Linked DNA regions of Sus scrofa: region 1 is linked to region 2. Evidence: chromatin contacts called from public Hi-C data. All regions are on one chromosome and are shown on one strand. Each heading gives the region's core, a stretch centred on a gene start, on an enhancer-like site or on the middle of the called end of the contact. The rest is flanking DNA. Distances are from core to core; before and after follow the strand shown. Region 1 overlaps CDK19 (cyclin-dependent kinase 19). Region 2 overlaps CDK19 (cyclin-dependent kinase 19).

Region 1 (7,189 bases), core at 3,278-5,777, 130 kb after region 2:
CTACGTAAAGGGGACTGACTTAGTTGGGTGTGTGTCTGTAACCTGGACATGATGAATGGCACTCCTGCAGTCACTTTGGACCATGTGGTAACATAAGCTATGCCAAAGGACAGTAAAGCAGAAAGAAGGAACTTGAGACCCTGTGAACTCAGATCCTAAAGCCACCACATAAAGTCTGGGCTTTAGTGAGGAAAATACCTCTATCTTGTTAAGACCACTTGCCTTGTATTTTAAGTAAACCCGAATCTAATTAATAATTCACTTTTATGCTGCTATATGATCTTTCTAAAATGCATATCATAATTGTAAAAATCGTTATCTTGCCACATAGGCTCTTTCATAACTTCTTTGGCCTGTGGTTATTTCTACAGCCTTACCTTAGCCTGAAACTCCAGCCATAAAGAACCACTTGTAGGATAGTGACTATAGTTGATAATACTGCATTGCATATTTGAAAGTTGCTAAGGGAATAGATCTTAAAAGTCTTCATTATAAGAAAAAAAAGAATTTTGTAACTATGTAAGTTAAGAGATGCTAAAAAGAAAGAGAAAATATGTATTTTGCACTCAAGATATGGTATATCATCTACGCAGTTAGGTCAGTTTTATTAACTGTGCCATCTACATTGTCAAAATCCCAAAGATTTCTAAGTATATTGTTGTATCATTAACTACAAATGGTGTATTAAAACTTTTCTCTTACTCTACAAACAAAACAAAACAAAACAAAACACGTGTAGGCTTCTCACCCACCCTGCCTTTGAACAATCTGTAATACTTTCCAGCTAAACCTTTCGCCATCCATTCTTCAAGTCTCAGCTTCTTCAAAAAGCTTTCCTGATGCACCCACCATATACACAGGCACAGACAGCACATCTATGCACCAAATATGAACAGACAATCTTCCTATGTGATTACCTTTTTCTACACAGATACTATAGTACCTTCCAGTTAAAAGGTAATTTTGGTTTTCTTCTCTGCCCTTGTCACTAAAGTGAAAGTCCTTGAGAACAGAGACCACAGTAATCTTTGGCTTTCCATTGCCCTTTGCACAGTCTAGAGTACAAGCTCAATAAATGCTGGGTCAAATAGTGAAGTTCAGAGAAACAGCCACTCTTTTTTTCTTTTTCTTTTGGCCATGCCCATGGCATGTGGAAGTTCCCAGGCCAGGGAAGGAACTTGAGCCACAGCAGCAAATCAGACCAATGAAATAACAATGCCAGATCTTTAACCCACTGAGCCACAGGGGAACTCCAAAAGAGCCATTCTTAAACACTTCGGAAATTTCATGTTCTCAAATATTTAAGAGCACATTGTTGCCTTCATTTCAAAACACAAAAATTCTGACATAAAGGAATATATTAGAAGAAATCAGAATTTTAAGCCAACTGAATATACTTAATTTCCTTAAATATAAAACAGCATTTCTCTTCCAAAACAAACCAAGTATTCCAAGTAGATAAATAGGTCTTTTTTTTTTTCACTACAATTTTTGAGGTATTCTAGAGAATAAAGCAACAGAGAATATTTTCTGTCTTTGCAAGGCATCCCTATAACAAATATGTATTAAGGCTCATTTATGTGCCAAGCATTGTACTAGGCAGTTAAATGTAGAATAATGAGCTCTTTGAAAAAGCCCCAAGGTATTACAAGTGTATTTATCCTCATCTCCATGAGATGACAACGCTTAGACGAGACAGCATTTACATTTTTTTTTTAATTTTTAAAGGGAAAATGAAACTTTTAAGAGATTTAATTTTCCATTTTCTTTATGAGCTCCAATGTGCTTTTAGCAAAGAAAGGAGGAGCCAGAGTCTTTTAGACCCCACTGTGCAGCACTGTACCAGATTCTTTATATTTAATTATCTCAATTAAGTCTCATAAAAATTTTGTGAGATAGTTCTTAACCTCATTTTAAAGGCTAAGAAGTTCATAATTTGTGAAAGTTAAACAGCTAGGATCTGAGCTCAGAAAAGTCTGCCTCTAACAACTGATGTTCATTACATTAGCTCTTAAATTTTTAGATATAAACATAAAACATGGAGGCCAAGAAAAAATTATTAGCGAACAACACATCAATTTACATAGCTTCCATATGCTTCATCATGATCCACAACAGTTTAGCTGGTTACAAGGAAGCCACTTTTTAAATGACGAGGAATAAACTGACTTTAAAGAGCACAACCAATAGAACAAAATTCAAACTTTCTGAAATAAGCTTTAAAGCATAAATAAAAACCAAGAGCAAAACTTCAGAATAAATCTTTCTTATTACACTCTTCTTTAATTTTCACCAGTATTAAGTAGGAGAATACACCACGGAGGACAATGTCTCTCCTAAATTCTATTTATCTGTTCCACAATCCCAATCAATGACCATGAGGGAAAGCCTATTTCTCACTACATAATATTTTGAGTAAGACCTCAGATGAGTAACTTCATCCATGAAAAGGATAGTAAAAATAGTAATAATAGAGTCTAAACAAGAAAGTAATTCTAGGGGAAAAAAAATTAAGTTAATGCTATGACTATTGTATTTCAACAATCCTTACCCAGATCAAACCTCAAAGGAGATGTATTATTATGACAGTGCATATATCAAGGAAACTCTTTATTAGAGGTTCATGAAAGGATATAGATAAAACTAAACAAGAAGTTCCTGAAATGGTGACACAGGGGATTTCAGGTGGATAGAATAAAGTGTCCCAATAGTGAGGATGGTTCAGCAAAGATGAACAACAAAAAAAGCGTCAAATTTCCTACTATGGGGATTTTTTTTTTTTTTTTTTTTTTTTTTTTTTTTTTTGCTTTTTAGGGCCACACCCCCAGCATATGGAGATTCCCAGGCTAGGGGTCCAATAGGCACTACAGCTGCCAGCCACAGCAACACAGGATGCAAGCCATGTCTGTGACCTACACCACGGCTCATGGCAACGCCAGATCCTTAACCCACTGAGCGAGGCCAGGGATCTAACCCACACCCTCATGGTTCCTAGTTGGATTCATTTCCACCACACCATGACAGGAACTCCTGGGGATATTTTTAAATTGAGAAAATTTTAAGCATAGGAAAGTTCATGTTTAATACTACCTGAAAGCAGAGTTTGGCATCAGAAACTTAAGTCTTTCTCATCCAGGAACAAATGCTTAGTTCCACAACTTCCAGGCATTACCAATCAATCATCTTTTAGTTACCTGGAGAGAGAGGATCCTTCACTGTGTCCCAGAACTCAAGAGTCCATGCCAACACTGCACTGTTATGCATATTTTTATACAACACAGAAAAGAGGTTTCACACTGAATTCCATAGGCCTGTTCTCAATGGAACATAGCAGAACCTGGTGAAAGCAAGGTACTACTAGACACCAAAACAATGCTTGATTCAGGGTCAAAGAATCTCTCCCAACAACTTGCCCAAGTGCCTCTCGCACTGCACTCCGATCCCAATTCTTCAGAATAAAAATTTAAAGATTCTGGCATTCCTGCTGTGGCACAATGGGATCAGGAGCATCTCTGGAGCACAGAGACACAGGTTCGATCCCCAGCCTGGCACAGTGAGTTAAGGACCTGGTGTTGCCTGCAGCTATGGCATAGGTCACAACTGCAACTCAGAGATCTGATCCCTGGCCAGGGAACTCCATATACCGCAGGGTGGCCAAAAATGAAAAAAAAATTTTTTAATTTTTAAATAATAAAAAAATTAAAGATTCTAACAGGAAATTTGTGAACTATAAAAGCTAATGCTATAGTTATACACCAAAACAGAAGCAACTCCTTAAAAGAACTTGCTATCCTCAACTAATTCAAGAGAGAAACATAATTAGCAAAGAAAAGGACATAGATTTAACAGCTCTTATCTATCAAAACAGAATTGAATTCTTACTTTTACACTCCCTCTCTAAATCAGCCTGGAAAAACCAGAAGAAAATTAGAACAAAGGATACAGTTTCCACTCTGGAATTATGCAGTTGGTAAAACTGCTATTTTTTCCTTTTACGCCACCTCAATGACCTCACAATTTGGACCCAGGTTCTGGGCATTCCACTCAGCGACCTTCCCGGACACTTTTCTGGGGTGTCCTTCACCCACTCATCCAGCTGGTCACTGAATCTCACCTACCTCCTAAATGCCTGTGACCTTCCCCCAGCCCTGCCCCTCTCCCATCTCCATAGCTGTCACTAAGAACAAGTTCTCCTCATTTCTCACCAGGAACTCCCTAAGAGTCTCCTGTTCCACTCTCCTGCCTCTCTTGTCCTCTCCATCCTCCACACTGCTGCAAAACCGATCATGACATTCCTTTCTACAAGGTTACACAATCAACTATTAGCAGTGGTTATCTCTAGAGAATGTCAACATTTTTTGGTGTTGCCCGTGTGCATTTTATAACAAGCATGTGCTCCTTTTACAATCAGAAAAAAAAATTTACTATTTCCATTTGGGAAACTATTGGAATCTACTCCATTTGGAATCTATTACCCCAATTCTCTATCAGGTTAAAGGCCGAATTCTTTAGCCAGGCAGGCACACAATGATCAGGCTCTGCCTTCTCAAATATATTTCCAACCTCCATCCCATGTACTTATTCTAGCCATCCTGAATTACTTGCTGTTGTTTCTTCATAGAATACAGAGATGTAACAATAATCTTGAGTCTGTTCCTAATAATTAATCTGCCTCCACTAATAGTTATGTCATTAATCTAAGAAGAAGTCTTATTTATTCCATCTTGCAGCCCATTATTCCTAACTAGCCTACAGACCCACAGTTGTACCAACACATTAAATTCTTTCCTTCCAGCCAGGCAGAAATTGCTGTAGACAGCCCTTTGCATCCACAGCCTAAGAGATGATATGGGAAGCAGCACAATGCAGTGTGCTAAATTTGGGTAGGGGACTGAAGAGAAAAGTAGGGCAAGGACCTGGATAAATTTGCAGCACAACTTCTCAGAGTGGTCCAGCTTTATCTGAAGTGTTATAAATTCTTGTCACATAAAAGCACAATAAAGTTAAATTTGACAATAACACAAATATTTATATTACTTTCCCTCCTTCTTTTAGCATGAAAATCCAAAAACTAGCCACTTTTTCAAAGCACATTATTGGTTTCACCTTCCTTCAGTTTCTTCGGTGTAAACAAGTACAAACAACCAAATGAAAATTACAGAGATTATATGTAACTTAATGAAGTCTTGTCTTCTGATTATAAATTACACAAAATTCTCTCTTTCAAATCACATAAAATACAGAAACAAAACCCAGATTTTTAAAAATACAAACCAAACACATAAAAACAATTAAAATATTCCTTTCATCTGATTGTGTACTTGGGCCAAATGAAACCAGCAAACAGGGTTACCCAACACAGATTTCTACCTAAAGAAATAAATTAAGAAAAAGATAGAAATGAGCCAGAAAGACAAAGACAAATACCGTATGATATCACTTATAACTGGAATCTAATATCCAGCACAAATGAACATCTCCTCAGAAAAGAAAATCATGGACTTGGAGAAAAGACTTGTGGCTGCCTGATGGGAGAGGGAGGGAGTGGGAGGGATCGGGAGCTTGGGCTTATCGGACACAACTTAGAATAGATTTACAAGGAGATCCTGATGAGTAGCATTGAGAACTATGTCTAGATACTCATGTTGCAACAGAACAAAGGGAGGGGGAAAAAAATGTAATTGTAATGTATACATGTAAGGATAACTTGATCCCCTTGCTGTACAGTGGGAAAATAAAAAAAAAAGAAAAAAAGAAAAAAGAAAAAGATAAAGAGGGACCAAGACAAAGAGTTCAATAGGCTGCAATGGCTGAGGAGCAAATCTAAGGATTTTCATAATTTCTGTACTATATTATACAATCTCCATTCTATTAAAAAGAACAAAATTACATTGTTCTTAGCTGTAATTATGGTATTATGGTTACACAAGAGAATTTTTTTTTGTTTGTTTTTTTTTTTTGTTTTTTTGCTTTTTAGGGCTGCACTCATGGCATACAGAGGTTCCCAGGCTAGGGGTCGGATCGGAACTACAGCTGCCAGCCTATGTCACAGCCACAGCCACCCAAGACCTGAGCCATGTCTGCGACCTACACCACAGTTCATGGCAACACCAGACCCTTAACCCACTGAGCGAGGCCAGGGATCGAACCTACAACCTCACGGTTCCTAGTCGGATTTATTTCCGCTGCGCCACAACGGGAACTCCGAGAACATGTTTATTTTTAGGAGATGCATGCTAAAATATTAAAAGGTATAGTGCCACGACGATTGCAACTTACTTTCAAGTGGTTCAGAAAAAAAAAATATATATATATATATATTTCATATACATATACACACATTTATAGAGAAAGCATCTGTTAACCACTAACCTGGATCCAGGAATGGTAAACTATAGTCCAAGCCAAATCCAGCTGAGCCTGTTTTTGTAAATAACTTTTACTGGAACATTGCCCTGCCCATTCATTAACCTGTTATCTATAGCTGCTTTTTCTCTACAACTACAGAATCGAGTACTTTTAACAGAGACCACATGGCCTCCAAAGCCTAAAATATTTACTGGCCTGTTAGAGAAGTATAGAAACTATCTGGCCCTTTACAGAAAAAAAAATTTACTCACTTCTGATGTAGAGAGTGAATACATAGTGATCATAGGAGCTATATGGATTTTTGATATGTTTGAAACAATTTGTTAAGGACTTCATGACACTCTAGAAATAGAGATATTGAAGAGCCAACGATCATCAAAATTTCCCATTAAAAAATTAACAGCAGTAAAAAAAAATTAATGGTAGGATTAATACATATATTATTATAGCATAAAAGAATCATCTCCTTTATTCCTCACAACTCATAAGGAAACATCACTCTCCATTTTTACAGATTTCTTTTTTTCACACTCTAATCCTTTCCAGTTCTTCCCAAAGTATATATATTTAAAAAAAATAAAAAACTTTCTACACATTTAGAATTTATCTTGCCCAAACACCTCCAGAACTCTGAGCTTATTATTTTTTTCACTTAGTTATTTTTTTTTTAATCCTAGTTATAGCACACATATGCACTTTCTTTACAAAGGGAACAATAATGGAAATCAGAGCAACAGCTGCTTTTGGCTGAGTGCTAAGCCACAGGCAGGTGTCTTTTCTTTTCTTTTTTTTTTTTCTTTTTTTTTTTTTGCTTTTCAGG
Region 2 (6,644 bases), core at 3,500-5,999:
CAATCTAAAGCCGGTATGCTATGATATATATTGCATTTTTAATTTCCAGTAATTTTCTTTCTTTAGAGCCTATGTTGATGCCTACACTTTCTTAACCAAATTTCCCTCTAATAAACAAAAATATTCAAAACCATTCTACCAATATCCCACCTATCTCAAAGCACTGCTTTATGTATTAATAGATGCTGATGGTTGTTGATAGCAAAGTAACATGAATGCCCTTTCCACCCGCTGAAAAGCATACCATTTTCAAGTAAAGGCTAAAACCAGTATTTCTCCCCTTATTCTCTACCTTCTTAGTTTTCTACAAGCGTATCTATTCACTGAAAAATTATATCAAGGCCAGAGGCAACAATAAATATTCTTAAAAACAATTCCCATCTATTGTATGAACTTTAAAAGAGTTTCAAACCATTTTTTTTCAAATAATTACTAATTTTGACAAAGGGTAACAAGCCTAAACATTCCTAACAGCTGTTCTCCTAAAATTAGGAATGAGTGCAACTGTTCAGTTCAACAGATAGGGATAGTAAAATCCCGACCTGTGAGTGCTAATTCCATAGTTTCAAATGATAGAAAAGCAGCGGAAGGCAATGCAGACATGAAGGTGAGATGAGAAAACACATGGCGTCGACAAAAAGCCTAAGTACTGTAAGTAGAAACCAGTAGCGACTAAAGGAAAGTAACTACTGGTTTCTACTAGACTCCAAGTCCCTTGAGGGCAGGGGTTATGTCTCCTTTATGGTTTTATCAGGAACAATGTCTGAGAAACATTTGTAGAAGTGGGACTTGAGCTGGATCCTTAAGGATGAATCACTGTGAATAGTAAAGAAAGCAGTAAGCATTTTAGGTAAGGCCTGGAAATCTTTAGGTTGCTGGGAAGGGGAAGGCATACAGGGAAGAGAAATGTGTTTTTCATTCAACTGTGCTTTTCCTTTCAGTCAAAAAACAAACAAAAAAAAAAACTGTACTAAAGTGTTAAGCATAGATGTCGGAGCATGACTGACTTTTTTTTTTTTTAATGTGCTATTAAAACAAATTTTAAAAATAAACAACTAGAATAATTGCTCACTAGACCTTTATTATTTATTATAGCTTATTTTAACCCTGATTTTGGATAGAATTACAATCCTAAAACTCTTAACAACAAGGCAATTAACTGGCCTGGCTAGAAAACAAAATTTATGTTGAGGAGTAGTAGATCTATTTGGAAGAGTAAGGTGACTGGGATAAATGTGATGACTGGCACAAGGGTGGGAAAGTATAAGAAGATGATGAATTTGGTTTGGAATTAATGGAGTATAGACTGCCAGCAGGACATTCAAATAGAGATAAACATTTCAGCTAGTGGTAGAGAATAGAATTTGAAGATCTAGTTCTTAGAATCATTTTTGTAGAACCCAAGGTTTTGAGGCCACAACTTGTCAGTTCCCTAAAGAAGTAATTGTAGAGGCAGGCTGTATCTCAAGCCAGTGCCTAAAGTGTCTTGAAACAAAAGGTTAATAGGAATAAGAGACAAAAATGAATGAAACACAGAAGTAACAGCCAAAACAGAAGATAGAAAAACAGAATTAGCCAATGTCAAATAGGCCAAAGGAAAAGTCACAAGGCCAGACTGGTCAGAAGAACAAATGACAAGGCAGTAAAAGAAAACAGTGACGAAACATGGGCGACTAGATTTGGTAAGTAGAAATCATAGGTGTCCTTTTAGAGAACGGTTTCAATAAAGGGATGGGATTAGATATCAGATAATAACAAATTAGGGTGAGTGAAACCAATGAGAAACATTTTAGAAGCAGAGGAACAACAGTAAAACAAAACTGAAAAAAATGGTAAAGAAAACAAAATGGATATGAGAAAATTTATGTTAAAATTTTCTGAAGGTCTGAAGGTGAAGAAGAGAAAGTTGAGAAGGGGGGAATGGAGCTACTGTAATATGAAGGGTTTAACTACAGCCAGACTAGGAAGGGCACTAGCTAGGACTTGGGCAGGAAGAGTCATTCTTTCTCTGAGACTGTTTCAGAGGCAGAGCTGCGCTGACAAAAAAAAAGTGGTCCCTGAGGTCACACCAGATAGCTCTGATGTCTCAGCAGCCATGGGAAAGAGATCCCAGACTTGGAACTCAAGTCCTTCCTTTGAAAGGCTGAGTAAAGCACAGTCTCTCTGAATCCAGCCTTCCTCATCTACAGTAACTACCATAGAGGGTGGTTGTGCAAAACAAATGAGATAACATATGTAAGTATCAATTTCACTGTCCCCCAAACAAGGACCGTACTTGATTTCCCTTTCACGGGTGTCTAACAAAAACTAGGTACTCAGTAAATGCCTACAAGTAAAAATGTAAGAGTGAAACAGGAACAAGTGAGGAGTCTAGGAAGATGATGGGAGGGAGGAGGAAGGAAAGAGGAAAGGAAGGAAATTAGCCACCTGGTTCTTAATTAACATCAAAATTTTTTTATGAGTGAATCCCAGTAAGCTCAGAGTAGAGGTTCAAAGAAAGAAGAGTCGGTTTAGAACAGTTTTTTTTAGGAACTGGGCTAGGTAACTAACTGAAGAAGTAGAAAACCAAGCAGCAAGGCATGCTCGGTCAAAGCAAGACCGAACGATTTGTAGTAAATTAAATTAGCACAATTCTGCATCGTTTCCAGCATGATATATTCTAATAGCAAAGAAAGCAGGTTGATGAAACGAAATTTATTTTAAAGTCTTTCTTTAAAATGAGCATTCAGTAAATGTAAGCTTTATTATAAGAAATTAGAATAAAGCATTTCATAGCTCATTTTCTCCCCAAATAAGACATAGGTATAAAGGATGCCAGTTTCTTTTAGAATCTTCGAGGGTGCAAAGAAAATTTAAATACAGAAATAAGACTCATGCCAGTAGCTTAATCTAAGACCGGCAAGTAAGAGAGTCTAGAAACATATATATATATTCATTTGGAAAAGATTTGTTGGTATCTGGCACAGGGCATGTGGTGGGGGGAGAGGATAGGGGGAATCTGTGAAGATCTGTATGTATCAGATCAGGGTGGGAGGGATGTATTCAGGGAAACAACATCTGGTAAAGCTGAGACAAAAGTAAGATTTAGGGATTTATCTTTAGGGTAACTGTGCAGGACAGTAAGAGCATTAAACACATGCTTGGGGTATTGTGTGGGAAAGAATTTTTTGCTTGCCTAAGCTTAGAATTACAGAAACTTATTTGGGGAATAAATCTGAGGGATTTTATAAGCTCTCTACATTTCCCAACATCTTTTCTACAAATATTGTGAGGAAGTAATTTTAAAATTAACTACTTAAGAATATTAAAAAGGGAAACCATCTTTGCAGGCACTTCAATTTCTTAGTACATTATTTTAGAAATAATTACCTACCTATTTTGACTCTCCCCCTCTCAGGACCTTCTCCCATTACTAGGATATTTGCTGGTTTCTAGAAATAAAAATAGAGCATTCAAATTACTATATTTATTCTTTTGACATGCTCTAAAATGGAAAAAAGTTCTTATGAAAATATCACTTTTGGATTTTCATCAAAACTATAATTGAATATCAAATACCCTCTACATAGTTAAAGCATTTGACATACTTGAAGTTAGCACTAACTTTCCAAAAACATCTTTGCTATAGAAACATTTTATTTTCAAAATTATATCATACAAATAATCACAAAGGAATTAAAGCTATCATTTCTATTTACCCCACAGAAGTAATGAGTACTAATAATTTTTAAACCTGCATAAATTATAAGCGGTCCTATTGCCACCCACAACAAAGGGCTTTTGTGGTTGAAAAATTTTATATAAAATTTCAAACTACAACATAATTACCTTCATTTAGATGAATCAAATGGTATATTCCTTGCTAAATATTTCTAAACTACAGTAGGAAAACATGATCAACATTCAGCAGACTCCATTAAAATGCATACACATTTTCAGCTATAGTTCATGCAAAAGTGAGAAATTCCAAATATAATTTCAAGATGTAGGAAAATTAAAACCAAGGCTAATACACAGCTATATGAAGAAAGGAGTAGGCTGCAAATGTATCCACCATCTTTTAAGCCATCCTTATTTGTAGACATTTGGGAACAGAGAAACTGTGGAAATAGGCTTTTGCCCAAGTAAATCTCCTCTGTAAACTCTTTACAGAAAAAAAATCATGATTCATTTATTCAATCAACGAGTATATCCTTGGTGGTGTCTTCTAGGGACAAAGAACCACGCTAACCATACTCAGAATTAAGAGGAAAAATAAAAGCATAGTAAACCAAGTTCCTAGCCTCCAGATGCTCACTGTACAAGTAGAAATGTTAGAATCTTTGTATAATACTAGAAATGAAAGCTAATTATGAGTTATGGAGAGGACTGAGGTCTTGGGTTAGAGGTTAAACTAGATTACTCTTAAGATCTCTTTCAATTTGCCAGCTCTTTTTTAAGATTCAATGAAAACGATAACTAAGAAAAAAAAAAGTTCAAAGGAGGAAGTGATGAACTAGTTTCCATTGTTAAGGGAAATGTTTACTGGAGATGGGGGGCAGCAGGTATGGCCATTATCCAGATCCTGAAAAATGAACCCAAGCTAGCATGGCAGAGCAGAAGCACAAGGGCTATGAATGAGGTAAGCGTAGCAGAGAGTAAGACTGACTTGACAGAAAGCAGAGGGCTCACGCTGGAGATAGTACAGTGAACTTAGACCCTGCGGTCTTAAATGCCAGGTGAAGCAATCTGACCTTTATATTACAGGCGGTGAGATTATAGGAAAGGGGGAGGTACCAGAACTGGGATGTGAGGTAATAAGGGCTTCAGGGCTTCATCTGAGGACTTCTCAGCTGAAATGGAGAGGAAGTTAATGGAGCTGAGTAACATTTTTTTTTTTTTTTTGTCTTTTTATCTTTTTCTTGGGCCGCAACCACAGCATATGAAGGTTCCCAGACCAGGAGTCCAATTGGAGCTGTAGCCACCAGGCCTGCACCACCGCCACAGCAACACAGGATCCAAGCCATGTCTGCAACCTACACCACAGTTCATGGCAATGCCGGATCCTTAACCCATTGAGCAAGGCCAGGTATCAAACCCGAAACCTCATGGTTACTAGTCGGGTTCGTTAACCAATGAGCCACGGTGGGAACTCCAAGCTGAATAACATTTTAAAGCAGAAATTAACAGGACTACTAGTTGAAGGCAGAAGATTAAGACAAAGGATGATAAAGATTTCACTAAGGGCTTGAGTTTATGTGACTGGAAGAATGGTGCCCTTCTGATAGAGAAGTTATGAGAGTTACTGATTTGGGAGGGACAACAACAAGAGAAGGCAATGACACATTGAGTTTGAGTAATGTGAAAGGCCCTAGTCACACTAGCCAGGAGGGTGGAAATAGGAAGATTTAGATTTGAAAGTTATTGTCACTGGAGTGTGATAATTGAAGAAAGGACACAAGATCAGTTTGCTATAGCAGATAAACGAAAATAGCATCAGACAAAAACCAAACTTAAAATTCAAGTTTGAAAACTATTTTTCAAAGATCCATTATTCTTAAGCCACTGTACACACTTTCAGGAAAAACATGTAGCCCTTGACTTCAAGGAACTTAATATTTAGGAGGGAAAGACAGACAGATAGCTTAATAGAATACCAAAACAGCAAAATAAACAGCTGGGAAAAGATGAGTCTCAGTGAATATTAGGATAATCTTTAGGAAGGAGATGAATTTAAGACTAAGATTTTGTCTTTTTGTCTTTTTTTAAGGCCGCACCCGCAGCATATGGAAGTTCCCAGGCTAGGGATCTAATTGGAGCCGGCCTACGCCACAACCACAGCAATGCCAGATCCAAGCCACGTCTGTGACTTACACCACAGCTCACAGCAACACTGGATCCTTAACCCACTGAGTGAGGCCAGAGAGCGAACCTGCAACCTCATGGTTCCTAGTCGGATTCATTTCCACTGCGCCACAATGGGAGCTCCAAGAATGACTAAGATTTTGATAAGCATAAACAAAAGAATGACTTTTCAGGCTCAGAGAACCCAAAATGTAAGAGCATTGTTACAACCCCCCTCCCCCACAGACATGGCGTATTGGGAGAGCCTTCAAGTAATTTCATATGACTAGAGCATAGAATGCTCTGTGTAGAAATAATGTTAGGAACTATGTTGGGAATAAAATATCACACTAAAGAAACAACAATGTATTCTGTAGGCTAAACTGAGACAAGACAGTGAGATAATCAGATCCATACTTAGGGGAAAACTCTGGTAGCCTTGTGAAGGATGAACTGGATAGGACAGATGGACCACCCAGTAAACAGACCAGTTGGAAGTGGGCTACAAGAGTCCAGGAAAAAGTAAGGGGACTCTAATTTGTGATAATGGTCATGGAGGAACATATAAGGGCATTTCAAGGTAAAAGTTCAAGACTTGGCATTGCTTTTTGGCATCACCTTTTCTACTGTTCCCAGTCATCCATTCAAATATTGATTGAGCATCTGGCAGTGATTTAGATGCTAGAAATATAGTAGTAAACAAAAACAGGCAAAATCCTTGCCCTCGTGGAGCTCACATTCTAGAGGGAAAAGAAACGTAATAAATACCAAGTATATAGTATACTATTACTGAAGTAATACCAAACATGCAGTATGTCAGA

Evidence for each region. Hi-C and Micro-C count contacts between places; a contact is called where the count stands out from the background.
Region 1: a Hi-C map of liver shows a contact between it and region 2, with 2.6 times the contacts expected there. The contact joins two enhancer-like sites. A contact is called at or near these places in 2 of 47 Hi-C or Micro-C datasets (epiblast stem cells and liver).

Annotation. Positions count from the first base shown.
Region 1 is chr1:76,753,989-76,761,177 of Sscrofa11.1, forward strand. The region is part of intron 1 of CDK19 (cyclin-dependent kinase 19); the gene reads right to left. Among named protein-coding and RNA genes, the nearest start is that of CDK19, 36 kb to the right of the region's middle. Within about 2 kb of position 4,528, at least 3 of the 83 cell types and tissues checked have an H3K27ac peak or open chromatin away from gene starts, as enhancers often do. A contact at or near this core is called in liver, where this site is marked.
Region 2 is chr1:76,621,657-76,628,300 of Sscrofa11.1, forward strand. It overlaps CDK19 (cyclin-dependent kinase 19), which reads right to left. Exons shown (of 12, transcript XM_021091172.1): 5 at 3,374-3,431. Among named protein-coding and RNA genes, the nearest start is that of SLC22A16, 160 kb to the left of the region's middle. Within about 2 kb of position 4,750, at least 4 of the 83 cell types and tissues checked have an H3K27ac peak or open chromatin away from gene starts, as enhancers often do. A contact at or near this core is called in liver, where this site is marked.